Regions from separate parts of the Sus scrofa genome. Here regions 1 and 2 are each linked to region 3. The links are chromatin contacts, called in public Hi-C and HiChIP or PLAC-seq maps. All regions are on one chromosome and are shown on one strand. Each heading gives the region's core, a stretch centred on a gene start, on an enhancer-like site or on the middle of the called end of the contact. The rest is flanking DNA. Distances are from core to core; before and after follow the strand shown. Region 1 overlaps ZCCHC2 (zinc finger CCHC domain-containing protein 2). Region 2 holds the start of PHLPP1 (PH domain leucine-rich repeat-containing protein phosphatase 1). Region 3 holds the start of KIAA1468 (lisH domain and HEAT repeat-containing protein KIAA1468 homolog).

The links. A called contact is a pair of places that touch in the nucleus more often than the background predicts. HiChIP or PLAC-seq counts read pairs in DNA pulled down with a chosen protein or histone mark.
Region 1: an H3K27ac HiChIP or PLAC-seq map of alveolar macrophages shows a contact between it and region 3. The contact joins the enhancer-like site here to the promoter of KIAA1468 in region 3. A contact is called at or near these places in 3 of 5 promoter capture datasets (fetal liver, fetal skeletal muscle and liver), 4 of 47 Hi-C or Micro-C datasets (embryonic fibroblasts, omental adipose tissue, retroperitoneal adipose tissue and 1 more) and 2 of 2 datasets of contacts at active chromatin or transcription factors (alveolar macrophages and skeletal muscle).
Region 2: a contact with region 3 is called in a Hi-C map of skeletal muscle, with 2.8 times the contacts expected there. The contact joins the promoter of PHLPP1 here to the promoter of KIAA1468 in region 3. A contact is called at or near these places in 4 of 47 Hi-C or Micro-C datasets (embryonic fibroblasts, heart right ventricle, liver and 1 more).

The regions. Positions count from the first base shown.
Region 1 is chr1:158,964,576-158,968,943 of Sscrofa11.1, reverse strand. ZCCHC2 (zinc finger CCHC domain-containing protein 2) reads left to right here. Exons shown (of 14, transcript XM_021099630.1): 13 at 1-1,145; 14 at 2,064-4,128. The coding sequence ends at 2,131. Among named protein-coding and RNA genes, the nearest start is that of ZCCHC2, 55 kb to the left of the region's middle. Within about 2 kb of position 2,058, at least 6 of the 83 cell types and tissues checked have an H3K27ac peak or open chromatin away from gene starts, as enhancers often do. A contact at or near this core is called in alveolar macrophages, fetal liver and subcutaneous adipose tissue, where this site is marked.
Region 2 is chr1:158,862,203-158,866,118 of Sscrofa11.1, reverse strand. PHLPP1 (PH domain leucine-rich repeat-containing protein phosphatase 1) reads left to right here and starts at 2,476. Exons shown (of 17, transcript XM_021099624.1): 1 at 2,476-3,916.
Region 3 is chr1:159,315,923-159,320,277 of Sscrofa11.1, reverse strand. KIAA1468 (lisH domain and HEAT repeat-containing protein KIAA1468 homolog) reads left to right here and starts at 2,603. Exons shown (of 29, transcript XM_005654481.3): 1 at 2,603-3,389. The coding sequence starts at 2,870. It overlaps PIGN (GPI ethanolamine phosphate transferase 1), which reads right to left and starts at 2,544. Exons shown (of 28, transcript XM_021099782.1): 1 at 2,394-2,544.

The DNA.
Region 1 (4,368 bases), core at 809-3,308, 350 kb after region 3:
GCCGGCAGCTTCTACTGCAGAATCAGAAAAACACCTTGAATTGCTGGCGTCCCCACTACCTATTCCATCAACGTTCCTTCCACACAGTAGTGCTCCTGCTCTGCACCTAACCATTCAGAGGCTGAAGTTGCCACCGCCACAGGGATCTTCCGAGGGCTGCACAGTTAACATCCCACAGCAGCCAACTGGGAGCCTGAGTGTCGGGTCACCAAACACTGCCTTTATTCCTGTCCACAGCCCCGGTAGTTTTCCAGGATCCCCTGTCGCTACCACGGACCCCATCACCAAATCTGCATCCCAGGTGGTCGGACTAAATCAAATGGTGCCTCCAATTGAGGGAAACACGGGGCCAGTCCCTCAGCCTACCAATGTGAAGGTAGTTCTCCCAGCAGCCGGCCTCTCAGCCGCACAGCCACCAGCTTCCTACACCTTGCCGGGCTCCCCGCTGGCCGCCGGCGTGCTACCCAGCCAGAGCTCCACCGTGCTCAGCACAGCTGCCACGTCCGTGCCGTCCGCTGGCACCGGCATCAGCCAGGCCCAGGCGACTGTCCCCCCTGCTGTTCCCACCCACACCCCCGGCCCTGCGCCCAGCCCGAGCCCTGCTCTGACCCACAGCACAGCTCAGAGCGACAGCACGTCATACATCAGTGCCGTGGGCAACACGAACGCTAACGGGACGATATTGCCACCACAGCAGGTGGGCTCAGGTCCTTGTGGTTCTTGTGGGCGAAGGTGCAGCTGTGGGACCAATGGAAACCTTCAGCTAAATAGTTACTATTACCCTAATCCGATGCCCGGACCAATGTACCGAGTCCCGTCATTCTTTACCCTGCCATCCATCTGCAATGGCAGCTACCTCAACCAAGCACATCAGAGCAATGGAAACCAACTTCCTTTTTTTCTGCCTCAGACTCCATATGCAAACGGACTGGTGCACGACCCAGTCATGGGGAGCCAAGCCAGCTATGGCATGCAGCAGATGGCAGGATTTGGGAGATTCTATCCCGTGTATCCACCTAGCGTAGTTGCCAACACAAGTGGTTCGGGGCCCAAGAAGAATGGGAACGTTTCATGTTACAACTGTGGTGTAAGCGGACACTATGCGCAGGAGTGTAAGCAGTCGTCCATGGAGGCCAGTCAACAAGGTAATCATGAGAGCTCCCAGAGGACTTGTTTTTGATGTGCCCATTTCTCCCTCCCTTACTGATCACGGTGAATCTGTTGTAGCAGAAAGAGCTGTTGTGTGTTCGTTTACGGATGTTGTGCTTTCAGTGACAAATCTTAAAATGCAAATGGTGAAACCTAGTGTAGACCCAGGTCACGAGGCACAGGGAAGTTCAAAGAAATTCAGTTTCCAATTAAGGAATAAACCGTAAAGGCACTTTTTAAGGAATATAGTGGGAATTTGCAAATCTCTTACTAGCAGCACTTTTTTTTTTAAAGCTACAATCTGATTTCATGGAATAAACCAAGTTTTTAAATACTGAAAAACTAGGAAGTGATATAGTCTGACGAAAGATTTTTAGTTATTTGAGTATATTTGTTCACAACCAGCTGGCCTCATGCGTTTTCCCCAGGCTACATTTTTCCTTCCCAGCAGACTTTTTTTAAAAAATGCTATTACATTTTAAGGAACAAAGTATTTAAGCACCGGTTGTGGGAGGAAGGAAATTTGAAATAAGTTTAATATTATTAGCACCAGAGTAAAGAAATTGTTCATAAATGAGTATGAGGAAGATATCAATTTCAGTGTAGACCTCAAACTGTTACCTTTCACTCCCCCATTATGCTTTGTCATTTTGCCAGATCTTACACAGGAAAAAAAAGTCTTAAATTGGGAGTGTGTGCTTGACATTTTTAAAGGAGAATTGAGTTGGGAAGCTTTCGGTTGAACTTAAAGCACAAACTTCCTATTCCTTTTTGAGTCACTTTATTGACCCTTGGGGAGTCGCAGTAGTGCAGTGGGAGCTGCCGGAGGAGCAGGCCCCTTTGATATCTTGTAGTGGTTTGTGATGCATTGCCTTGTACGCAGTGACTTAGCAGTTCTGTCTTTCCCGTTTTAGGCACTTACAGACTGAGATACGCACCTCCCCTCCCCCCTTCTAATGATACGTTGGATTCTGCAGACTGAAACAAGTAAAGCTTGCCTACTTAATACACTGAAGTGTGGGGAGTCATGGTTGGGGTGTGGAGGGGAGGAAAGGAAAGGTATTTTGCTTGTGTTTCTTTGTCTATACATTTCCTAGATTTCCATGCAGTTGGGATTTGTCATTTCTCTTGTCCCGACGTCCAAAACAAAAAAGAATGCATTGCTTTTGAGCCTCTGGTCTCCTGGTTCAACAACAGGCTTATCTGTATGATACATGTAATTTAAACATCCAGACAAACTATCAAAAGGAAATTGTTGATGCGTGCTTTTTTTTTTTTACACTGAATACTTGCTGTGTGCAATGTTTACTGAATCTTTAAAACTGTATTTGACCTTTTTTTTATAACACTGGTGACAGTCATATGGTTTTGAAAAAAAAAAAAACTTTGCTTCTTCCCCAGCTTTTATCACTTTTGCCCTGAACTCCACTTTTCTCCCCCACCCTCACTCTTTCCAGTGGCTGCAGGAGTGGTTGGCATTGCATTGTCCACACTTTGTAAACTACTCTGCATATAAACTGAGGGTAAATAAAATATTTTACCTTAATTGTAAGGGAGAAATAAAATTCCCCAAATAGTGTGTATATATGTAATAAACAGCACCACATAAATACATATATGCAGCGCTTGTCCAAATAAAACTAAAATAAGTGGAAGAGAAAGGAAGAAGTAAAACCATATGAAACAGAAAATATGATGTAGGAAGTGGACAAAGAGATTTTTCTTAAAAAACAGACTTTTTACTTCATCATACTTTTTTAGCCTGTTGCTTCAGAGAGACATAAAGTGAACAAACTAGTGTGAGTGTGGTTCTTCCGTGTGTTTGTGTTTGTAATGAAAGTCAACAGCCAATTACCTGTAGTCTGCCACTGTGTCACCGAAAAGAGACACTTGAGTCAAGATTCCTTTTCCTATACCACCTGTTACAGTGTTACGTTGTGTCTAAAATGTGTACGGCTTATTGCAATCTGAACAGAAGCTCTGCATTTCTCCAAAAGTCAGGTATTTATTTGTTCCCTAACCTGTCTCTCGTAGCAAAGTCACTTTTATAACAGTTTACCACTATGCTTGGTTATAATGTGAAAGACTGAATTTTGAGTGTGTTAAGATGGTATTAATCATGTCAGTGTCATGTCACTAAGTTTAATGCTGCTGTTTAAAACAAAAGGTTTTTTAAAGCCAATCTATGTACTAAATTGCTTCCAGGTAATTTTTGATTTCCTAAAGTGCACTGAGGTATCTGGAAGATGGGCTGTAGTTTGGGGGCTGCTTCGTTCAACAGCAGTGAGCAACTGCCACTGTAGGTCACAGGTTAAGGGGTGGGGCTGGGTTTGTGGCCCCACCCTCAAGACAGAACAGAAACGACAGATGGGTATTGTCTAGGGTCAAGTTGGTGCACAGCAGAGGAACTTAAATATTTGGTCTCAGTTCAGGAGCCCAACAGATTGCTAGACAAAAGGAAACACTTGAAGAAAGAAGCTTCATGGAATGCTTCATAGGTAGCATTTATATTTATAGCACCAATGTACATTTTGAAACCTTTCAGGGGTGGGAGTTAAAGGGGAAGGGGGGGGTGAAAGGGTAGATGAAAGCTTTAATTTAAAGAGAAACAAAGTTTGAGAAAGGAAATTATTTTGATTAAATATATTTTATTTGATCTGGGTATTTTTGGACCACATTATTAAATTAATTGTTAAGCTGCAGTTGAGTTGTTCAAGTGAGAGTTTTGATAAGCCCCGTATGGACCGCGTTGTGAATCACTTGCCAGTTGTACTTTATGGAGCTTATTTTATGATTTAAAAGACTGTACTGTACATAGGAGGTATGTTACCTTCTCCTTATTTGTATGTTTACCATATACTTTGATATTTGAAATGTTATGTACTGGAAAGGCCACTTATATTTCTAGAACAGATTGGATTTTATGCAACCTTTTTTCCTTGAATTAACAGCAATAAAAAAAATGGAAAAACGGCTTAAGAATCGTGCTTTATTGCAAATGTTGCAAAGTAAAAAATAGGAGAACATCATATGTGGTGGGTTTCATTTTTTTTTTTTTTTTCCTTTTTCAAGAATCAGCCCATTATTTCCTTGTAATGTGGACAGTGAATCCCAAAGTTACCATCTGGATGTTCTTCAGTTTTTCCCCAAAACAGCCTTATATGGGTCGCCTGCATGACCACTAACAGAAGAGACTGTATTTCTGTGCTTATTGAGTGT
Region 2 (3,916 bases), core at 1,227-3,726, 450 kb after region 3:
CATCCCCCCATCAATTCATGCCTCCATTAAAATTCCAACTGCTTATATTAGGAAAAAAAATTCCAAAGATGGTTTCTTTTATCTTGGATCTAAGGATGCAAACAGGGATTAACCTAGATACAAAACATAGCAAGTCAGTTATAAATCACAGAGCATAACATAAACTGTGGCAGTAAATTGAAAATTATGTTCTCTTTTTCTATACTTAGCTGTGAAAATATTTTAACAAGTTGGCATCAGGGTTTGTAACTTTTACATCTGTTGCTTCTTTGGGGGATTATCTTTTAGCATTTGAAGATATGATTCTTTGAAAAGTGTGGCTAGTCAGAAATGTGTTATTAGATTGTATATTTGGAAAATTTTAAATTGGGAGGGGGGCTTGTTTGTGAGTTACCTGGTTTCAAGATATTGGCCTATTCTCCACTCTGCTTTCAGGAAGGAGAAGCCACTATCTGGAAAATATTTGTCCCTAACTGAAATCCTTTTCTTGTTCAGAGAAACTGTACAGTGTAGGTTGGCTTGGATGGTCTGGATGATGTTTCATGATACTAGCAAACAAGTTTCATTGCCCTTATCATTGTTATTTCAACTACGAGGTTCCAGTTGGTGTCCAAGGGACTGTCTATCCTTTTTTTTTGAAATTTGTTTTTATTTTTATTTTTTGGACATTTATTTGTTTCTTTTTTGGCTGCCCCTGGCAGATGCCATTCCCCAGTCAGGTGTCAGATCCAAGCTGCAGTTGTGACTAAAGCCACAGCTGTGGCAACACCAGATCCTTAACCCACTATGTAGGGTTGGGGATGGAAGCTGCGTCATAGTGATCCCATTACACCACAGTGGGAACTCCTGGACTGTCTATTTTTTATGAACTCTTCTTTCTTTCTCTCTTTCCTCTAACCCCCAAGTTTAGTTAATTTATTGAAGGTTTGGAGGTAAAATGAAGGATGGATCACACTGTGAACGCTTGTTCTTCTGCTCTTTCTTCAACTCTGGTTTTTGTTATTTTAGATACAAGCAAATATGATGTTTTTCAGATGAGTGTCACTGAGCCTGAAATAGTTTATTATATTCTAAAAATTATATTCTGCATTCTTCCTCTTCACCAAAAAACTCCCCCCAAACCAAACTCATTATTTTCTGAGGCTGGAATATATTTCCTTTTTCTTCGTGTTGAGATACCTTAACATTATTCATTATTCCCTTCCTCCTGCCAATTTTGTAATCCCTCAAACCAAGTCTAACAGGTGTGCATGATGACTCTCCAGCTCCTCCCCCTCTAATATGTTGAATACTAAATTCTCCAGGCAATGTTTTTACTTTCATTTTCCCCCTTGGGGGATTTTTTTTGGTTATAAATTTAAGCGTAAACAAAATTCCTAGAGGCAAAAAGGGCAGCATTGTGGCAACTGTGTAAAGCTAAACAACAGAATGTGGAGTTAGATTGAGTACAGTGTTATAATTTCTTAGAGAGGATGCAAATGGACATTGTGCCAATGATTACAGTATTTACAATTAGAACAAACTTCCTTGAGTTTGTTACATTAGCTGAATAAATATAACTCTAGAAAGCAAATATATGGGAGTTAATATATATTTCTGAATACAGAAAAAAAGAGGTTTATTGGAAATCAACTAAGGAACTAACCAATATAAAGAAATATAAATAGTCCATGTTTTAGTACTGAAACTGAATGTGCTCTTTGTTTTTTTAAACCTTTTAAAAGGAAGGCTAAATTTAAATACCATTTTTTTTTTCATTTTTAGGATAGTTTGGGTTATGTGCTACTCAAGGTAATGAATGCATTGGTGCAGTTGAAATTCATCTTTAATGTTACCTCTTTCTCTGCCTCTTTACTGTCTCTCAGACACTGATCCTTCAGCAAGCAATCAGTTTCACTCATTCCATAAAATTTTATCCAAAGTGAAGTCTCTATTGTTGGACTTCCCAGACTAGGTTAGTTCCCCTTGTTTTATTTTTGCTGCTTCGTATGGAATCTGGTATTTTTCCCTCCTCTACATCCCTCTCACTGTTGAATGTCTTTCTTCCTTATGTGTAAGCTCTATGAAGGCAAGGACAGTATCTGATTTATTCAACTGCTGTAATAGAATTCCTGGCATATGTTTATAATTATTTGCATTCTCCCTAATTTAAAAAATGTAACTTTGTGCTGTTGATTGAATTGAAATGGAATAATTATTAGTTTCATGAGGACAAGAGGAAATATAGAATAGAAAAATATGGAAATTCATTCAAAATAAAAACATAGAAAATCATTTTCAGGAACTTCAAGAATCGATACTTATTTTTCATCCTGTTCACTGAAACTGTGTAGATTATCTAAGTACAACTTTCCCTGCGCTTATTAGTTTGTTCTTTGAGCTACAATTTCCAGTTTCTCTCTCTTTCTCCTTCCCTCTCTTTCTTTCCCTTCCTTTTTCCTCAACACCCGCCCCTATCCCCAACTCATCCCCAAATTTAGTAACTTTAATGAAATTAAGGCAGGTTCCGGATAGTATGCAGTTGAAAAAGGCGCATGCGTAGTAAACTCAGTTTATAAAACCGTATGGAGAAATGGTAATTCAATTTAAACGGTTTACTAAATTCTTTTTAAAAATAAGCTACCCTAGTTACTTAAAATATTGTTTTAACTGACAGAGAATGCAGCTTACAACTAAACACTGTAGCCGTAGAAGATATTTTTTTTTTTCTGAATACTGAAAGAAAAAAAGAAAACTTTAAGAACACACAGGACCTGCCCATCTCCTATTCCACCGTGTCTCCATTCCAACGTTTCCTATACTTTTAATCACTTTCTCTGTCATGAAGTTACTTCAGACCTTAAGATCAATGGGGAAAAGTGAGATCCCAGCCCCTTGCCTTTTTTCTCCTCAGATGTAGGATCGGCTCGGAGTTGCACGATTTCCACCAGGCACGTTCAAAGCATGTCCAAGTTAGAATTTGCTGACACTGCCTATCTTCCCTGGCCTTGAATACTTGGGGGGGTAAATAGGGTTGGCTTTGACTGCCAATTATCTTGTGCTGTGGATGTGTATTTAACAATGGGTGGTGGAGGTGAAGACAAAGGACCTGGGACCTTCGTACAGTTCAGAGTTCCTCAAAGTCCTCTTTCAATTAGCAGGAAAAAAACAAAGTCTCTGGGGAGTGAGAGTAGGCGGGTTAGATATAAGTTTATGAACAAGACCATTCCGACCACCGAGTTCAACAGCAGAGGGCACAATACCCACTGTCCATCGCCAGCTGCTGTTTGCAAGGAGGGACTTACTCTAAGGATCTCTGGGGTTTGTAGTTCGCCACGTTCCCCTCGGGCACATCCATCAGCGCGCCAGAACCACAACTCCCAAGGTGCACTGCGCGCCCCTGTCTTGGCACCGCCCCTTCTCTAAGGCCCGCGCAGGAACCTCCCGGGAAACTGCCCCTCAGCCCCGCCCTCTACGCACGCGTCACGTTTGTTTACCCTGAAGCCCCGCCTCGCCGCCGTCCTCTGCTCTCCCCTATCCTCTCTGGAATGCCGTCATGCAGGCGATGCATATTCATGAAGACCCCGAGGAGCTCCCGCCCCGCCCGCCTCCCGCCTCCCCGCTCCCGGCACGTGATTAATATTCAATGAGCCCATTTCGAGGCTGGTTATCCAGGGTGAGGTGGGGGAACGGGCGGGGCCTACGCTGGGGAGCCCGCGACCGGGGCGGGGAGGGCGTGTGTGTGTGAGGGCGTGTGTGTGTGTGTGTGTGTGTGTGTGTGTGTGTGTGTGTGTGTGTGGTGGTGGGGGGGGCGGTGGCGGTGAGGCCAGCGGGCGGGCGCGCGCGCGGGATGGAACACCGAGACACCGACGGAATGCTCCGAATTGCCACATAATCCCCTGGAACGGCCGTGCCGAACGCCATTGGACTCTCACTT
Region 3 (4,355 bases), core at 1,354-3,853:
AGCTTATGTCTGTGGGATGTCTACCACACACTGAAAAACAATGTTAAAAAATTAGAATGTATAAGTGTATAAAGACTAGACATTTATAAAACTTTAAATCATTGAAAAACTTGCATTTAAGATATTACCTGTGGTTATCTTAAGATTATTAAAGCAAAAAATAATTTTTTAAAAATACGAACATGGGTGTTCCCGTCATGGCTCAGTGGTTAATGAATCCGACTAGGAACCATAAGGTTGCAGGTTCAATCCCTCACCTTGCTCAGTGGGTTAAGGATCTGGCGTTGCTGTGAGCTGTGGTGTAGGTTGCAGATGCGGCCCGGATCCTGCGTTGCTGTGGCTCTGGTGTAAGCTGGTGGCTACAGCTAAGATTAGACCTCAGGCCTGGGAATCTCCATGTGCCACGGCAGCAGCCCAAGAAATGGCAAAAAGACCAAAAAAAAAAAAAAAAAAAAAAAAACTTATACAATATGAACATGACTGACATGTTTGAAAAAGTGCTTTTATATTTTCATCACTAAAATAGAAACTTCAACGATTATTCTGATTATTCAATGAAACATTAGCTGTAAAGATCTAGATTAATGTAAATCTTGCTAAGCAGAAGGAAAATTTCCCAACAATATTAACAGCAAATTATTTTAAGTGGAGATCAGCAATTATTAATATTCTGGTATGGGCTATTTCTTAAACATTTTAAATTGATAAGTAAACCTCTATGTACTGTGGAAAAGAAAAGTACTTACTGAGAAGTATGGCCAGTTGATTTGTTATGGGGTTGGAAGGTAAACAAGTCCATGATTATAGGATACAAAATAGACTCAGGAAACTACTGATGTGTTTTAGGAAGTCAATCATGGAAGAACTTCTACATACAACTTTTGACAACTCTCTGAGGAAATACATTTTAAATCTATTTTCAACTTTCATTCTAGAAATCAGACCCTATATTAAAGATAGTCCCTTTGGGGCCTACTAACTTGACTGCTTTTTCTGGCTGTAGTTACTAAACACTTGACATTGGGTTTGCTTTGCTTTATTTTTAAAAACCTGTCAAATATTCACAATATATACTAATATTACATTAATTGATAACTGACTATAACGACAGATTTATTGTATACTAGGCACCAGGTACTGTGACAAGCATATTCCTAATTCTGTGAACTTTCAGAGTATCCCCTTGACAGATGAAGCTGAGAGAATTAAGGAACTCTAATTTTAAAGTCTCACAGCAAATAATTGCCAAAACTGGGATATGAGCTTTAGGCTCTTCAGCTCAATAAGCATAATCCTTGAAGGGAGGACTCTAAGTGCAGGGACCTTAAATACAAAAGATTTCTAAAATGCCGCATTACAGACATGGAAATGCTGTATATAGCCAATCCATTTCTAATCATGCCCTTTCCATGACATTCCCTAATCCCTACCATTCCTCCATTACATTGGTTCCATTTTCAATCTCTCTGACAAACTTAGTTACAATGAGGATCAGCAATCTTTTTTGCTAAGAAATATGTAACAGGACAGCGCGTAGCCTATTTTGACATAATTTCCCTAAGATCTGGGATTTTTTTCCCCATGCTTTTCTTCAATATATGGCAGACACACAACAATTTAGAATTCAAACATTAGGAGCTAATATTCTATTCAAAAAATACTTCAAATTCTTACTACTAACAACATCAAAACACTTCTACCAAAAACAAAACAAAAAACCCAAAACTTCACTCCAATGAAATTTTAGTTTACCGAGTCTGGTAAACTGAAATTAAGCCTACATTTAAATGTTGGCATACATTTACATGAACCAATAACGTGCCCTAAGGATATGAAAGAATACTCTATTTGTATTTTTTCACAGAGCTAAAGGAGATACTTTACTGCTTCAATGGAATATAACTTTACCCAACCAAACCTTTGAGTTCTGTCTTCTATTTACTCCCTCCACCTCCCATACCCTCACCCTACCGCATACCGCTCTACCTCTAACTCGGTGGTAAGTAGGCGGTCCCCAGGCCTAAGGTGAGAAAGCAAGGAACAGAAGCCACATTCAGACTGCTGCCCCTGCCCTGGGCACTTGCTACACTTGCGGAGAACATGTCATTAGCAGCACACAGTAAGAAAAAGCGAAGTATCCTAAGGAAAAGTGAAGCAGCGCGTCAGAGGCCGTGAGGCCAGCTTCAGAACCACCACACCTCTCCTCTCTAGTCCCCTGACTTTACCTGGGCTTATCCAGGTGAGGCCTGATCTCAGGAATGAGGTCTTCTCAGCGCGAAGGCCGATCCAGCTCTGTAGCAGAGTTCCCCTAGGTCCCCGAAAGGAAAGCCAAGAGAACGTTCCTAGGCCACCGTCATAACTGCCCCTTATCGTGGAACGCCCCCGATACTTACCTGACCAGAGCTGCTCTCGCGATAATTCTTGGGCCCGTACTCCGTAACTCCAGTCCCCGCCCCCCTCCATCGGCCAATAAAATAGGAGTGGGGGAGGGGCTTTGCCTCTGAGCTGGGAGCGGGGCTCCCAATCTTTGCTGGCTGGGGTTGAGAACGGGCGGGGCGGGGAGGGGCGGGGCTGGGGCAGAAAGAGGGGCAGGGCCCGCGCCATTTCTCGCGAGACTGGGGACCAGGAAGACGCCTGCAGAGCCCGGCTGCTGGTGCAGCTGCTGCTAAGGCAGCGGCTGCTGCTGTTGCTACTGCGCTGCATCCGGACCATTTGCCTCCGAGCCTGGGCCTTGTCTCCAGGTGAGGAGGCGGGACCTAGTGAGGCCGGGGCTGTGGAGGTGCACAGTGCCTGCTCAAGCTTAGCTGGAATTCAGGCTGCGGCCTGTCTGATCCAGACAGGGAGGCGCCCACACTCCTGACAGTGTAAGATGGCGGCGATGGCGCCTGGAGGTGGTGGCGGCGGCGTGAATCCATTCCTCAGCGATTCAGACGAGGACGACGACGAGGTTTCAGCGACCGACGAGCGGCGGGCAGGACTTAGGCTCAGTTCTGGGAGCGGCCTAGATCCTGGCTCTGCAGACTCGCTATCGCCCCAGGATCCCGTGGCCTTAGGAAGCAGTGCAAGACCAGGGCTCCCTGGGGAGGGGTCAGCGACTGCAGTGACACTAGGGAGCACCGGGGAGACCCCCGCCAGATTGTCAATTGATGCGATCGCGGCTCAGCTGTTGCGCGATCAATACTTGCTGACAGCCCTGGAGCTGCACACGGAGCTGTTGGAGAGCGGCCGCGAGCTGCCCCGGCTGCGCGACTACTTCTCCAATCCTGGTAACTTCGAGAGGCAGAGTGGGACCCCGCCTGGGATGGGGGCGCCGGGAATCCCTGGAGCAGCTGGCATTGGAGGCGCAGGAGGTCGGGAGCCGAGTACGACATCGGGTGGGGGACAGCTCAGTAAGTGAAAGCAGCCTGCCTCTTGTCTGGGCAGTTGGGATTGTAAGAGGTTCTTGTGGAGGAGGGGGTACCTCTGGGCGGGTACTGAGTATTAGGGACGTTTCAGAGAGAGACGGTTCGGGTTGGGGGTAGTCTTTCGTGGTGGAAGCAAAAGGATATGGCAGTGACTGTTCTCTGCCCGCCTCCAACTCTTGGCTGGACTTGCACCTGCTCCTGGCTCCGCTCTTGGTGTGTATCTATTAATTATCCAGAGTTTCCAGTTCACTGGCTTTACGTGACTCCAGAAAGACTTCTTTGCAACCTGGTTTATCGCTTTAATCATTTTTCCATTTTCGACAATCTCCTGAATCACCACTACCAGGAAAAAGTGTTCCTTTAATTGTTCGCAGTAATTATTTGACTCAGAATCAAGAGGGAAAAGAATAGGAAATGTTGCTAGCCCTTAAAGTCAGATCCACTTGAAGACCTTTTGTCTTTAGGATGACTTACTTAAAAGTTAGGTTTTTTGCTGGTAAAATTTTTTCTGTTTAAATAAACTCAATTTAATTCCATTTCAGTTCCGTAATTTCAGTAGGTTTCCAGAATTTTAGGAAGCCTAGGGTGGAGGGCGGGCAAATTCTATCTACCTGCAGTGTATCTGCAGCTCACCAGCTCACAGGCCTTCTTCTCTACATTAAGTTAGGAATTAACTTTTTTTCCCTTGTTATAGTCATTTTTAGCAGTGTACAGTAATCATCTACCTCATTCATCATTTATTTATAAGCATTTCTTATGGCTTTAAAACGTGCCATCAAGGATGTATACTAGGTTCCCAGCAACCCCCTTTTGAGAGGCATCTTAGATATTACCTTACTAATGGTATGAGATGTTTTAGTGTGTTATGTGAGGCCAATTGGAATTTACTAATAAATGTTAAATATACACGTTTTAAATTGTAGCCTAATTGATTATTTTTTGTCTATACTT